2 separate regions of the Sus scrofa genome follow, and region 2 is linked to region 1. Evidence: chromatin contacts called from public HiChIP or PLAC-seq data. All regions are on one chromosome and are shown on one strand. Each heading gives the region's core, a stretch centred on a gene start, on an enhancer-like site or on the middle of the called end of the contact. The rest is flanking DNA. Distances are from core to core; before and after follow the strand shown. Region 1 holds the start of DEUP1 (deuterosome assembly protein 1). Region 2 holds the start of MED17 (mediator of RNA polymerase II transcription subunit 17).

Evidence for each region. HiChIP or PLAC-seq counts read pairs in DNA pulled down with a chosen protein or histone mark.
Region 2: a contact with region 1 is called in an H3K27ac HiChIP or PLAC-seq map of alveolar macrophages. The contact joins the promoter of MED17 here to the promoter of DEUP1 in region 1. A contact is called at or near these places in 1 of 5 promoter capture datasets (liver) and 2 of 2 datasets of contacts at active chromatin or transcription factors (alveolar macrophages and skeletal muscle).

Annotation. Positions count from the first base shown.
Region 1 is chr9:25,685,644-25,692,749 of Sscrofa11.1, forward strand. It overlaps DEUP1 (deuterosome assembly protein 1), which reads left to right and starts at 2,751. Exons shown (of 16, transcript XM_021062630.1): 1 at 2,751-3,093; 2 at 3,990-4,088. SLC36A4 (proton-coupled amino acid transporter 4) reads right to left here and starts at 3,534. Exons shown (of 11, transcript XM_005667225.3): 1 at 3,215-3,534. The coding sequence starts at 3,383.
Region 2 is chr9:26,189,637-26,196,742 of Sscrofa11.1, forward strand. MED17 (mediator of RNA polymerase II transcription subunit 17) reads left to right here and starts at 2,570. Exons shown (of 12, transcript XM_003129786.6): 1 at 2,570-3,010; 2 at 6,411-6,577. The coding sequence starts at 2,761.

The DNA.
Region 1 (7,106 bases), core at 1,501-4,000:
GAGGTTCCCAGGCTAGGGGTCTAATCGGAGCTGTAGCCACCAACCTACACCACAGCTCACAGCAACGCCAGATCCTTAACCCAGTGAGCGAGGCCAGGGATCGAACCCACAACCTCATGGTTTCGGATTTGTTAACCACTGAGCCACGATGGGAACTTTGGAACTCCACATTCTGGTTCTACTTCTGATACATACTCAAAGTCTAAGCATTTCTCTCCACACCCACTGCTGCTACCACACTCTTTGCTGAATTGCAGAAATATCCTGCTTCTAGTTTTGCCCCTTACAATCTGTTCTTTACATGGCAGCCAGCGTGATCCTTTGGAATTTAAGTCAGATCATGACTCTCCTCTGCTGGACTTTGCACTGGTTCCCCACTCTCTCAGAGTAAAAGCCAAAGCTTTTACATGGACCTCCAAGACCCTATGGAATCTGGCCTCGTCCCCACTGGATCGTTCTGTTTCCACCTCCTTGCCTTCCTCACTAATTCTGTCTTTAGCGGTTCTTTTTGCCTGGAATAGTCGTTCCTCAGAGAAGCACTTGACTGGTTCCCTCACCTCTTTCAAGTCTTTGCTCAAGTGCCACCGTTTCAATAAGGTCCAATCTGACCACTTTATAAAACATTATCAAGTGCCCAGCCTCCACCCTCACTTCTGATGTCCCTTACACTGCTCTTTTTTTCCACAGCACTTTTAGCCTAATTTACTATAAATTAACTGATAATTATCTTTACTGTTTATTGTCTGCTTCCTCTTATAAGTTCCATGAGAGCAGGGATCTTGATCTGTATTATTCATGGATATATCCCAAATGCCTAAAACAGTACCTAGCACCTAGGAGAAATTCCATGACTATGTGTTGTATTAGTGAACAGGCATAACTTTAAAACATTAAAATAATTTAGAAACATTTTTCAGTTAGTAAAAATGCATATGTTGAACATCTTCCCATGTGAGTTTAAATGACTTTTCAGTATATATAACTATATGGCTATATCACAATTTACCTAAATGCTTTTTCTTTAATTGGACATTTAGATAGTCACCAGCTTTTCTCTTTTGTAAATAGCATAATGAACATAAGTTGATATAAGTATGTTAGGTGACATTTTCTTGGGAAATAGTTCTATAAATAGCACTAGTCACAATAAGCAAGACCTGGGAAACAACCTAACTGTCCATTGGCAGATGAATGGATTAAGAAGATGTGGTATATATACACAATGGAATACTACTCAGCCATAAAAAAGAACAAAATAATGCTGTCTGCAGCAACATGGATGGAACTGGAGATTCTAAGACTAAGTGAAGTAAGTCAGAAAGGGAAAGACAAATACCATAGGATATCACTTATATGTGGAATCTAAAATATGGCACAGATGAACCTATTTATAGAACAGAAACAGACTCACAGACATGGAGAACAGACTTGTGGTTGTCAAGGGGGAGCAGGAGATAGAAGGATGGACTGGGAGCTTGGGGTTAGTAGATGCAAACTATTACCTTTAAAATGGATAAGCAATGAGGTCCTGCTGTATGGCACAGGGAACTATATCCAATCACTTGTGACAGAACATGATGGAAGATAATATGAAAAAAAGAGTGTATATATAAATGTATGGCTAGGTCACTTTGCTCTACAGCAGAAATTGGCAGAACATTGTAAATCAACTATAACAATTTCAAAAAAAATCAGCTGCACAATAAAAATAAATAAATAAATAAATAAAATAGAAATGCTGGACCAAGGGATTATGTGCATTTTCAAGGATAAACATAATATACTGCTCTTACCAGCAATTCATGAGAATGCACATTTCCCCACATCCTCACTAAAATGGGTTATTAATGAACTTAAAACAGATGAACCTGAGTCCATAGCTGAGTATGGCCATTAATGAGCTTAAAATTACTGTATCTATAAAAAAGGGATCATAATTCCACCTACCTCACCCACTGTCGTGAGGATTAAGAGACAGAACATATATAAAGCACTTACACTTCCTAACACGCAGTAAACATTCAGTAAAACGTTACTATTCACTTCTACCATTACTGTGACTTGAAAGAAATCAACTGCCAAGTACCCTGCACATTATTACAGGAATGTCAACTTATGTTCTCTACTATACTATATATACTATATTATACTATATAAATACTATAATATTTTTTTAAAGCTCAACTCCTCTTTTAATCAGTTAATCATTCAGCATAGAATTCAAATATTCCTAAATACAACACATATTACTGGGAACAACAATATTATTATTACCCCATCCCCAGTTCTGTTTTCCTTTTGACAGGGGGAAACCATCAACAAGGTTTTGTAAATTTCCTGTCGCCAAGAGGCCACAGGAAAGCAGGAAAACAAACTTTGCCAAGTGAGTCAGCTACACATATCTCAGTCTGGTCAGCACGTCCCGCTGGCCACTCCTGGGGTGGCAGTGGGTGAACTTAGGATTCACCATGGACTCGGACTGGGGTTGCCGCGTTGAAAATCCAAACTACGACAACTTCCTTAAAGCATCGCTGGGGAGGGGGGCGGGGGGGAACAAACAAACAAAAAACCCACACAGTGCGAGCAGCCACAGCGCAGGCTCTGGCTTGCCTTTGACGCACACACCAGTGCACGGCGCCACCCGTCAACACACATACACACACATACACACACACACACACACACTCTCTCTCTCTCTCTCTCTCTCTCTCTCTCTCTCTCTCTCTCTCTCTCTCTCTCTGTCTCTCTCTCTCTCTCTTTCTCACTCTCCCTCTCTCCCTCTCTCTTTCTCACTCTCCCTCTCTCCCTCTTTCTCATTCTGATGCCCTCTGGAGGGCCTGGCTTTCCGCCTGACCCAGCTTGCTGGTCCGACAACCGGTTCCTATGCAGGTGCTGATCCCGAGGTCATTCACCAACCACGCCTGAGCTCATCCCACATGTCCCGAGGACGTCTGCCCGGCCACTTTTACATTCAAACCCGTGCCAGATCCGCATTCCCAAGAGCCACGACCCACTCCAATAACAACAGGCAAACCACCGTGCGCGCCTCCCCGACCAGAGACAAGCAACGCGATCCCCGACGCCCGGGGCAAGGTCTGCGGCTGCCAGGGTGCCCGCCCCGCCTCCCCCGCCCAGGCCGGGCGCGGACCCAGGGCCTCGGTGCATCCCGCGGACGCGCATCCCCGCGCCACGTCGGCCCGCGCGCAGCACTCACCGAGCTCCTCGCGCCCAGCCGCCTCGGCCGCCGCCGGCGCCGCCGCTTCCATCTCTCGGGGGTCTCCAGGACGCCGCCGCCCCGAGGCGCGCGCTCCCGCTGCTGCGTGGCCGGCGTCAGGCCGAGACCTCCCCGGCCCCGCGCACCCCACCCGCGCGGCGGGGAGCATGCGCAGTGGGGCAGCCCGGCCCGGCCCGGCCCGGCGGAGGCGCCCCAGCGCGGGGCCCGCCTTGGGCTCTGGGGCGCTGCCAGTGAGCCGAGCTCGGAGTGGAAGACCTGAGTGGGCGGAGGCGGGTCTGGAGAATGGCAGGGTGACCAGAGACGAGGGGCGTTTTGGAGATAACTGGGGTTGGGCGCTTAGAGCTGACAGAGACCCGGGCCTATAGCTCTCCGGTGGGGGCGGAGGCGGGGAGACAGCTTTGCAGATGACTGCGAACTTAATTTTGAGGAACCCATCTATTTGTAAGGCTTTAACATTCTCTAAGGCACCGAGAAGGCTGTGTTGGAGTTCCGGCTACTCCTTGGTTATCCCTTTGTGCCTCTATTTAGAGATATAGGGTGACCTCAAGTAGCATTTAATTTAGTCAAATAGTTTCACTTTAGGAATTTTTCAGTGCCCTTCAAAGACACTTGGCGTTAACCGCAGTGCTGAAAGGAAATTGAAGTTAAGATTAAATATTCTCCATCAGATATTCTTAAGCACGATACATGCATTGACTTTTTATTCAGTTGACAAACCCGTGAGATAATCCTAATGTATGTGTCCATTTTACAGATGCGGGAGCTACGCACACAGAGTTAAGTAATAAATGACAGAGATGGAATTCCATCCGCAACTAGAGTTGGGGTTCTCAATGCAAAGCTGGCCCCTCAGGTGGGTACCAATTAATACTCATCAGTGGATGAAGCAGGCTTTTGGATAGAAATGGAGAAGTTTTAATTTAGCAATTTCTCTTTTTTTTTCCCATCTCATAGTTCTTTCAAGTCAGAACACAAAACAAGACTTTTTCTTTTTGTCTGTTCTATTTCATTGGGTCTTCTAAGGAAAATAATTTTTTTGGAGGGGGTGTCTAATTCTAGGGTCACTGGTGTAACTACATGGCGATGATAAATATTTAAAATACTGAGATTTTAAAAGTACACAGTTACATAAGAACTATATCTTTCCTCCTGTTGCATCCTTTGTAGATTTAATAGTGATTTGCCAAAATCCTTTGTTTTTCTTTAGATTAGCGCCAGTCACCTACACACATATACACATGCAAAGGTTTTATGTAAAAGGTTCCTAGGCATAACAAAGATGTAGGGGAGATAAGAGAAAAAAGAATTGGATCCTTCATCAACTAGAGGAATAGTCCCTAACCTGCATTGGGGTGGGGCTCCTGGTTAGAGTTCAGTGGGAGAGAAGACAGTCACCCATTGTAATGAGAACACCTGGGACAGTGTCTTGAAAGAGCACCATTATCCTTTGAGTGTTGCAAGGGATCCAAGCCATGGTCCTCTAATCCCAGCACCAGGAAAAGCAGATCTGGCAGTGCGGAAGGAAAAAAGGTTTAACCTTTACTGGAGGCCTGGGCTGAGGCAGGTAGCTAGGCTGTGTCTTAACAGACTGGTATGGAGCTAAGCCAGGTGAAAGGGATGATCATAAAACTCAAGAGAATTATATGGTTTCGCATTTCACTGCTCCAGAACTTGTAAACTGGAGGAGAGTATAGAGGAAAGCTGTGTTAGCATAGAGACATTATAAAGAATCTGACTGTTGGAATCCTGGCCATGCCTTTCTTTGCCTCACTTGAACTTCCTGGATCATGTCTCATTGACTTCCTCCTTTGTCACCACCTTACTTTGTTCATAGCTCTGTGGTAACCCTTCTCCCCTTGCATCATCATTATTTCTCTGGCTGAGGCTTATGCTCTACTGTGAATGCCTGCAGGAGAGTTGCTGTAGTTTTTTTCTGTGTGTCTCAACCAGGCCTAGCAGAGTGCCATGTTCCAGTGGCTCGGGAAATAGGTGTTGAAAGTTGCTGCATATAGCCTCAGAGATATGGCAGCTGAAAGAAAACGCACGAGCTAAAAGCTGAAAATTTTGTTTTATTCGGTAGATATTTTGGGGAGGTCAAGACGGGGAGACAGCTTCTCAGATAGCTCTGGGGAACGGCTCTGAAGAGGTGAGGGAGGACCCAAGCATAAAGGGGTTCTTTCAATAAAGACCAGGTAGTCAAAACATCAAGATTACTTTTTTTGGTTTGGTTTGGTTTGTCTTTTGTCTTTTTAAGGCCAACCACGATTACTATTAATTAAAGAAAAGCAGACCTCTCCAGCATTCTCGTCGTGGCTCCGTGGTTAACAAACCCCACTAGTATCCATGAGGAAGCGGGTTGAATCCCTGGGCTGCTGAGTGGGTTCAGGATCCAGCATTGCTGTGAGCTGTGGTGTAGGCTGGCAGCTTCAGCTCAGGTTCGGCCTCTAGCCTGGGAACCTCCATATGCCACAGGTGCGTCCCTAAAAAGACAAAAAAATATTTTTTTTAATTGAAAAAAAAAGAAAAGACATCTTAAGGAATTTACGGCTTTTCTGTGTGTAGGAAAGTGCAAGAGTCCAGACTCACTGAAATCACTCCTTTGATATGCCCCTCAGTTTTTTGGGGCCAGTATCCTGTGTTTTCCCATCCTGAATCTCCTCAGGGTTGGCTGCTGAGGCTGATGGCTTGATGGCAAGCATCTTATTTCTATCTCGAGTCCCCTCAGTGTTCACCGTCACGGTGGCTGTGATGTGATGGCTTGATAGCTACGGCATCCTTTGTTTACGGATATGGCAGGCAACATTTTTCATTCACAGATACATGAAAGGATATTACAAAATCTTTAATTTATCCAAACTCTTTTATGGAGCATCCTCCTTGTGCCATGGACTTTGCTTGAAGCAGGATCTGTAATAGCAAACAACACTGGTTTGAACTAGGGTTCATATGGTAGTGTAGGAGTGTGCAAAAGAACTAAACAGGATGTTAACTATCTTGTAATTACAGTTGTTGAAGAAAATTGTAGTAGGTGCTACTGGGGAACCTGCTTTAGATTGAGTAGCCAAGACAGTCTTCTCTGAGGACGTTTAACTGACATCTCAAGGTATGCAGGAGCTGATTAGATGGTGTGGAGAGAAGAGCAATTCAAGCTGTGAGAATAGCCTTCCCCACTTTACAGATAGAGAAAAGGTTCTGTTTGACTTGTTTATTTGAGACACCTGTGGGCCATCTAAATAGCATTTTTTTAACAGTAGTTGGATCTCAAAAGTTTCTTCATGTGCAAAACAATCAACCTCACAGGTTGTTGTAAAAATTTAATGAGATAAAGTTCTTAGAAACTTAGTCCATTGCATCGTTCATAGAATGCATTGTATAAATTAAGCATATTAGGTGGGAATTTTTGTACTGCAACAGAGAGAGAAGCCAAAGTAAGCTAGGTTTCAGACAAAGGGGAATATAAGGATAATGAGGTACCCAGGACAGAGACGGGACTGGCCTTGGGAACAGCTGATTTTGTTGTCTCTGAGACGCTGCATCCTCCTGTTGTCGATTTTCTCTGTGCACCTGCTTGTGTATCTGTGTAGATTTTTGCTGAACTCTTCTGCTTCTCAGGTTCACCTGGCAGGAACATGGTTCCTAAAAACTCTCAGTTTCTGTATTTTATAGTTCAAGTATCCAGAAAGATACTCGTTTCTTTTTTCTGTTTCAGTTTTTAAAGTTCCCAGGAAAGAATTGTGATTGAATCACCTTGGATCAGGGTCCCTCCCCAGACAAGTCCAGTTAGGGGTGAACTAAGTCATGTATGTGGTAGGTACTCATGAAACCATATGTAGAGAAGGGAACAGTTTCCAAGAATGTAAGCTGAGCAGAC
Region 2 (7,106 bases), core at 1,320-3,819, 500 kb after region 1:
GGAACCATGAGGTTGCAGGTTGGATCCCTGGCCTTGCTCAGTGGGTTAAGGATCCAGCGTTGCCATGAGCTGTGGTGTAGGTTGCAGACATGGCTCGGATCCTGCATTGCTGTGGCTCTGGCTCTGGTGTAGGCCAGCGGCTACAGCTCTGATTCGATCCCTAGCCTGGGAAACTCCATATGCTGCAGGAGGGGCCCAAGAAATGGCAAAAAGACAAAAAAAAAAAGATGTGGTATGCATACACAACGGAATACTCAGCCATAAAAAAGAACAAAATAATGCCATACACAGCAATGAGAATGCAACTAGAGATTATCCTACTAAGGGAAGTCAGAAAGAGACAAAAACCATATGGTATCACTTATAAATGGAATCCAAAATATGGCACAAATGAACCTATCTATAAAACAGAAACAGACAGACATGGAGAAGAGACGTGGTTGCCAAGGGGGAGGAGGGAGAGAGTGGGATGGATTCAGAGTTTGGGTTTAGCACATGCAAACTATTACATTTAGAATGGCTAGACAATACGGTTAGACTGTATAGCACTGGGAACGACAATTTCCTAGAATAGACCATGATGGAAATTTTATATATATATATATATAAATAAAGAATATAGGAGTTCCCGTCGTGGCGCAGTGGTTAACGAATCCGACTAGGAACCATGAGGTCACGGGTTCGGTCCCTGCCCTTGCTCAGTGGGTTAACGATCCGGCGTTGCCGTTGCTGTGGCTCTGGTGTAGGCCGGTGGCTACAGCTCCGATTCAACCCCTAGCCTGGGAACCTCCATATGCCGCGGGAGCGGCCCAAGAAATAGCATCAACAACAACAACAACAACAACAAAAAAAAGACAAAAGACAAAAAAAAAAAAAAAAAAAGAATATACATATATGGAGTTCCCGTCGTGGCGCAGTGGTTAACGAATCCGACTAGGAACCATGAGGTTGCGGGTTCGGTCCCTGCCCTTGCTCAGTGGGTTAATGATCCGGCGTTGCCGTGAGCTGTGGTGTAGGTTGCAGACGCGGCTCGGATCCTGCGTTGCTGTGGCTCTGGCGTAGGTCGGTGGCTACAGCTCTGATTCAACCCCTAGCCTGGGAACACCATATGCCGCGGGAGCGGCCCAAGAAATAGCAACAACAACAACAACAACAACAACAAAAAAAAAGAATATACATATGTGACTGAGTCACCCTCTGTACAGCAAAAATTGGCACAATGTTATAAATCGCTATACTTTAATTAAAAAATAAAATAATAGAAAAAAGAAAAAGATGTAGTAGACATACATACACACACAGTGGAATATTACCCAGCAATAAAAAAGAATCAAATAATGCCATTTGCAGCAACGTGATGGACCTAGAGATCATCATACTAAGTGAAATAAATCAGAGACATACAAATACCATATATCACTTGTTGGTGGAATCTAAAAAAGTGATACAAATGAACTTATTTACAAAACACAAAGAAATTCAGAAAACACACTTATGGTTACCAAAGGGGAAGGAAGGAGGGTAGAGATAAATTAGGAGTCTGGGGAGTTAATTCAGAAAACACACTTATGATTACCAAAGGGGAAGGAGGGTAGAGATAAATTAGGAGTCTGGGGAGTTATCACTGTGGTTAAGAATCCAACTACTATCCATGAGGATGTGGGTTTGACTCCTGGCCTTACTCAGTGGGTCAAGGATCTTGTGTTGCAGCAAGCTGCAGTGTAGATCCCAGATGTGGCTTTGATCTGGTGTTGCTGTGGCGCAGGCCGGTAGCTGTGGCTCTAATTTGACCCCTACCCTAGGAACCTCCATATGCTACAGGTGTGGCCCTATTTAAAAAAAAAAAAAAAAAAAAAAAAAAGCATTATTGTTTTGCCAGGCAAAGGAGAGTCAAAGCAGGCTGCGCCCCCATACCAATGCTTCTTAACCTTGTAAATACTATTTATTCTCAGCCACTCAGGCATAAAATAAATATTATAGCACATATTACGTGCCAGTGTCTATTATGCTTACGGGAGAGTTGCCGTCATGGAGTTGAAAAGGAATGGAAACTAGCTAATTATGCAGTATAACTTTAAGTAGTGATATGCACCATTCATTGTTTTCCTTACACTAAGCTCTTATTTTATAACTCTTTATAACTCTTCAGACACACTTCTACTTTAGGTGTAAACTCTCTAATCTCAGCATTCTCAGAAGGTCTCTGGATAATAAGATCCAGGAACCCATTCATCTTGTATTCCCTACCTCTTTACCACCTTCTTCATCCCTCCTACGTCACTTCACAAGTAACACTTGAGAAACGTAGGCGGCCACCCGCCTCCCTACCTTTTTTGTTAAAGCGGCCACCCGCCTCCCTACCCTTTCTTTTTAAGGCGGCCACCCGCCTCCCTACCCTTTGGGTACCTGGGTCCATCCCGCCCACTACAGGCCACGCCTCTTCCTTACAGACCAGGAAGCTTTTCCGGAGGCCGAAGTGGGATTCACCGGAAGCGCTCGGCCGGAAGTGTGGAACTCCCGCGCCCTCCAGGTTCCCTCCGCGAGATTCCGAGAGGGGCGGGGGGACTGGATGAGTGGAGGGGGAGGGCCCTGCAGTGCACTCTGGGAAGGTCTCAGAGTTCTCTTTGTTTGCGGCTCTAGATCTGTGTTTGGTTTCTCCAGGGTTCTCCGAGGCTCTCCGATTTCCGGCCTCCAGCCGAGGTGCCCCTACTGCCTCCCTGGGTTTTCAGTTGGCGCAGGGGTCCTGCGGACGCCGCCAGCATGTCTGGGGTGCGAGCTGTGCGGATCAGCATCGAGTCGGCCTGCGAGAAGCAGGTCCAGGAGGTGGGCCTGGATGGCACTGAGACGTACCTGCAGCCACTGTCCATGTCGCAGAACCTGGCGCGTCTGGCACAGCGAATTGACTTCAGCCAAGGTTCGGGCTCCGAGGAGGAGGAGGCGGCGGGGGCCGACGGCGATGCGCAGGACTGGGCGGGCGCCGGGTCTAGCGCGGACCAGGACGACGAGGAAGGTAAGTCTCGAATCCACTGGGCCGGTCTCCGGGTCCCGGTACCAGCGGGTTAATGTCACTGCCTCTCCTGTACCAGGTAAGATGCTGTGTGTAGGAGTATTTTGAACGTAACCGCGCGAAACAGTAATTGAGCTCATAGTCGTCTTTTTTCTAATCGCTGGAAAATTGAGGGCACCACCTGACTCTTAATACTCCTTATTCTTCTGCAGGTTTCCTTGAGTGGGAGCTCTTGAAAAACACGGTCACTATGAAGTGTTTTCATAGAATGTCTGTAATGTGGCACATCCTGGTTAAGAGTCCTAGTTCAAATATCTGCCGCGTATTAGTTTTGTTTCCCTCTGCCAGGTGGATGATGATAGTAACACCTGCTGAAAAGACATTCTTATTGGTTGGAATGTGTGATGAGGTCCAGGAGGGAGGCAGGAGCCAAATCATGTAGAGGCAGAAGGCCAGGAGAAACATTTGGCTTTTCTTTCTTTCTTTTTTTTTTTTTTTTTTTTTTTTTTTTAAATTTCGTGGCTGCACCGGTGGCATATGGAGGTTCCTGGGGCCAGGGATTGAATAAGAGCTACAGCTGCGTCAGTGTGGGATCTTTTTTCAGCAGAAGATTGAATGCACACCTCCCAGCAACCCAGACTGCAGTCAAGATTATTTATTGCTTTTTAGGGCCGCACCTGCAGCAAATTGAAGTTCCCCAGCCTAGAGGCTGAATCAGAGCTGCAGCTGCTGGCCTGCCCCACAGCCACAACAAAGCCAGATCCCAGCTGTGTCTTCCACCTACACCACAGCTCACCGCAACGCCAGATCCTTAACCCACTGAGCGAGGCCTGGGATCGAACCGAATCGATGAGGATCGGGTTCTAGTCGGGTTCATTAACTGCTGAGCCACGCGGAAACTCCTATGCAGTCAGATTCTTAACCCACTGCACCAGGCAGGAACTCCCAATTTGGCTTTTATTACAAAGACAATGGAAAGCTTTTGAAGGATTTTTAAGCAGACAGATGATTTGTTTACAAAAGGTTACCCTGGATGTTACATAGTAAATGGATTAAAAGGAAAACAAAACTAGTTAGGAAAGGATTATGGAAAAAGTATGAATGGTTTTTTGCATTCTTATTGTCAAGAATGAAAAGTACCAGAGTTCCCACTGCGGCACAGTGGAGACGAATCTGACTAGTATCTTTGAGGATGCAGGCTTGATCCCTGGCCTCCCTCAGTGGGTCAGGGCTCCGGTGTTGTGGTGAGCTGTGGTGTAGGTTGCAGACGCGGCTGGGATCTGGCATTGCTGTGGGTATGCTGGCAGCAGTAACTCTGATTGGACCTCTAGCCTGGGAACTTCCTTCTTATGCCCCAGGTGCAGCCCTAAAAAGCAAAAGCAATAAATAAATAAATAAATAAAAAATACTGACAATTCTTTGTTTAGTTACGTGTAACATACCCTATGTAAATGAAAATTTAAAGACATTTCAATCCACTGATGTTAGGACAATTAGGGATCCATTCAGAAATGAAAGGTAAATACTACCTCAAACCTCACATAGAAATATTTAGACAAGGATTGAACGGGAAATGAGAATAAAATATTGGAAAGAAGTTAAAATTACCTAACTTCGAAATTAGGAGAGGCTTCCATAAGCAGGATAGGAAACCCAGAAGTTATAAAGGAAAAGATAGGTATATTAATTACATAAAAGTTATTTATTTATTTAATTTTCTTTTTAGGGCTGCACCTGTGGCACATGGAAATTCCCAGGCTAGGGATTGAATTGGAGCCGCAGCTGCAGCATACACCTCAGCCACAGCAACACTAAATCCAAGCCGCATCCACGACCTGTGCCACAGCTTGTGGCAACACCAGATCCTTAACTCACTGAGTGAGGCCACGGAGGGAACCCGCATCCTCAGGGAGACTACATCAGGTCCTTAACCCATTGAGCCACAGTGGGAACTCCATTTACATACAATTTTAAAGTAATAATGGGAAAAAAGGGTAGCATAAACAAAGTAAAAAGATAAATGACAGACTGGGAGAGGTATATGCAGGACACATGACATACAAGTGGTTGATATTCAAAGAGTCCCTTCAAACTGAAAAGAAAAAGACAATTCATTGGAAAAACAGGCCAAAGACATAAACAGTCAGCTCACAGAGGAAAGATTTAAGTTCTTGCTAATAGGGAGATGCAAATACCGCATTAAGATGCTATTTTCATGCCTAAGGGTTGTAGCGTTTTAAGAGTTAATGCCCAGTGTTGAGAATGTGAATTTGTAGAGCCTTATTTGTGAGAACCTTTGGCAGTTCAGTATGTGTCAGAATCTTTAAATGTGCCTCTCTTTTGAGCCACTAATATCATGACTGAGAATTGAAGCTACAGACGAAGTTGACGTATACAGAGATGTGTTAAAGATGTTTACACCGCTAGCATTGTTGCAACCAGTCCATTACACAGAAATGGTTAAATCGACTGTACCTCTGTGCTCCACAGTATCGTAGAAGGTGAAAAGAATGAAGTAAATCCATATGTGCTAACCTGGAAGTGTCTCTAGGACATAACTAAGTGGGGCGGAAGCAAGTAATAGAAAAGTGGGAATGTATTTATGAAAAACATTTGCATGGATTTGCCCCAACAGTTAATGGTGATTGTCCCCCTCAGGAGGACAGAGAATTAGGGGTGGGGAATAAAACACTTTCACTTTTTACTCAGTATAAGTTGTACTGTTTGAATTCTATACTGTGAGCATATATTTATGAAATTTAATTTTTTAAGATGATTAATACGTTGGAGGATGTATTAATAGTGTTTACTATCTGAATGCTGCCGTTAAGATCATTTTTATTTTTGTACTTTTCTGTATATTGGAAATTCTCTACAATCACTCAGATTTTAAATGCTAGAAGATAAAGGTTATTAAGAAGGCTTGAGGTGTTCCAGTTGTGGCGCAGCAGAAGCAAATCTGACTGGGAACCATGAGGTTGCGGGTTCGATCCCTGGCCTTGCTCAGTGGGTTGAGGATCCGGCGTTGCTGTGGCTGTGGTGTAAGCTGGTGGCAACAGCTCCGATTAGACCCCTAGCCTGGGAACTTCCATATGCCGCATGTGTGGCCCTAAAAAGACAAAAGATAGAAAAAAAAAAAAAAAAAAGAAAGAAAGGCTTGCATACATTTAAAACGCTATTTGTCCACTTAACATATTGTAAAGTTATCTTTAACTTAGAAAATTGTATATGTTTGTTTTGCCACTGTAGGAATGGCTAACTGAAATGTTAAAGGTTCAAGGAGGGGGAAGGGGATGAGAAAAAAGAGGGACTAGTTTGAAATAGAATTCATTATTTCTTCTTTTGGAGAAGCTTTCTGGAACTGATACCTATATCTTTCTTTCTTCCCCCCCCTCCTTTTTAGGGTTGGTGAAATTTCAGCCTTCCCTTTGGCCTTGGGATTCAGTGAGGAACAATTTGAGAAGTGCCCTGACAGAGATGTGTGTTCTCTATGATGTTCTCAGTATTGTTAGGGAGAAAAAATTTATGACTCTTGATCCTGTTTCTCAGGATGCACTTCCTCCAAAACAGGTATTCTAGGCTTTGATCGAGTAATGGTGCCATTTTATTAAGTTCCAGGACCATCTTTTAGGCTCTGTGCCTACTGTTTCCTTTTTCTTAAATGCAAACTTAAGTCCAGATGAAGATTTAAAGGCTGACGGTCATAAGCTTCCCAAAACCTCAGAATTAGTTTCCATCATATCATCAAAAAATTGTGACATTTTTATGAAACTTTATTATTTTGACTTTTAGGTAGCCAGAAAACTTTTTTTTCCCTTAGGGCTTTACTGGCAGCACATGGTAGTTTCCAGGCTAGGGGTTGAGTTGGACCTGCAGCTGCCAGCCTATGCCACAGCCACATCAGATCCGAGCCATGTCTCGACCCATGCTGCAGCTTGCAGCTGATGCCAGATGCCCAGCCCACTGATCGGGGCCAGGGATCCGGACCTATGTTCTCATGGATACTAATCAGGTTCATTACTGCCGAGCCACAATGGGAACTCCCCAGAAAATTTTATTAAACTTGGCTTTTCAGAAGTATGTCTACATGACATAGCGA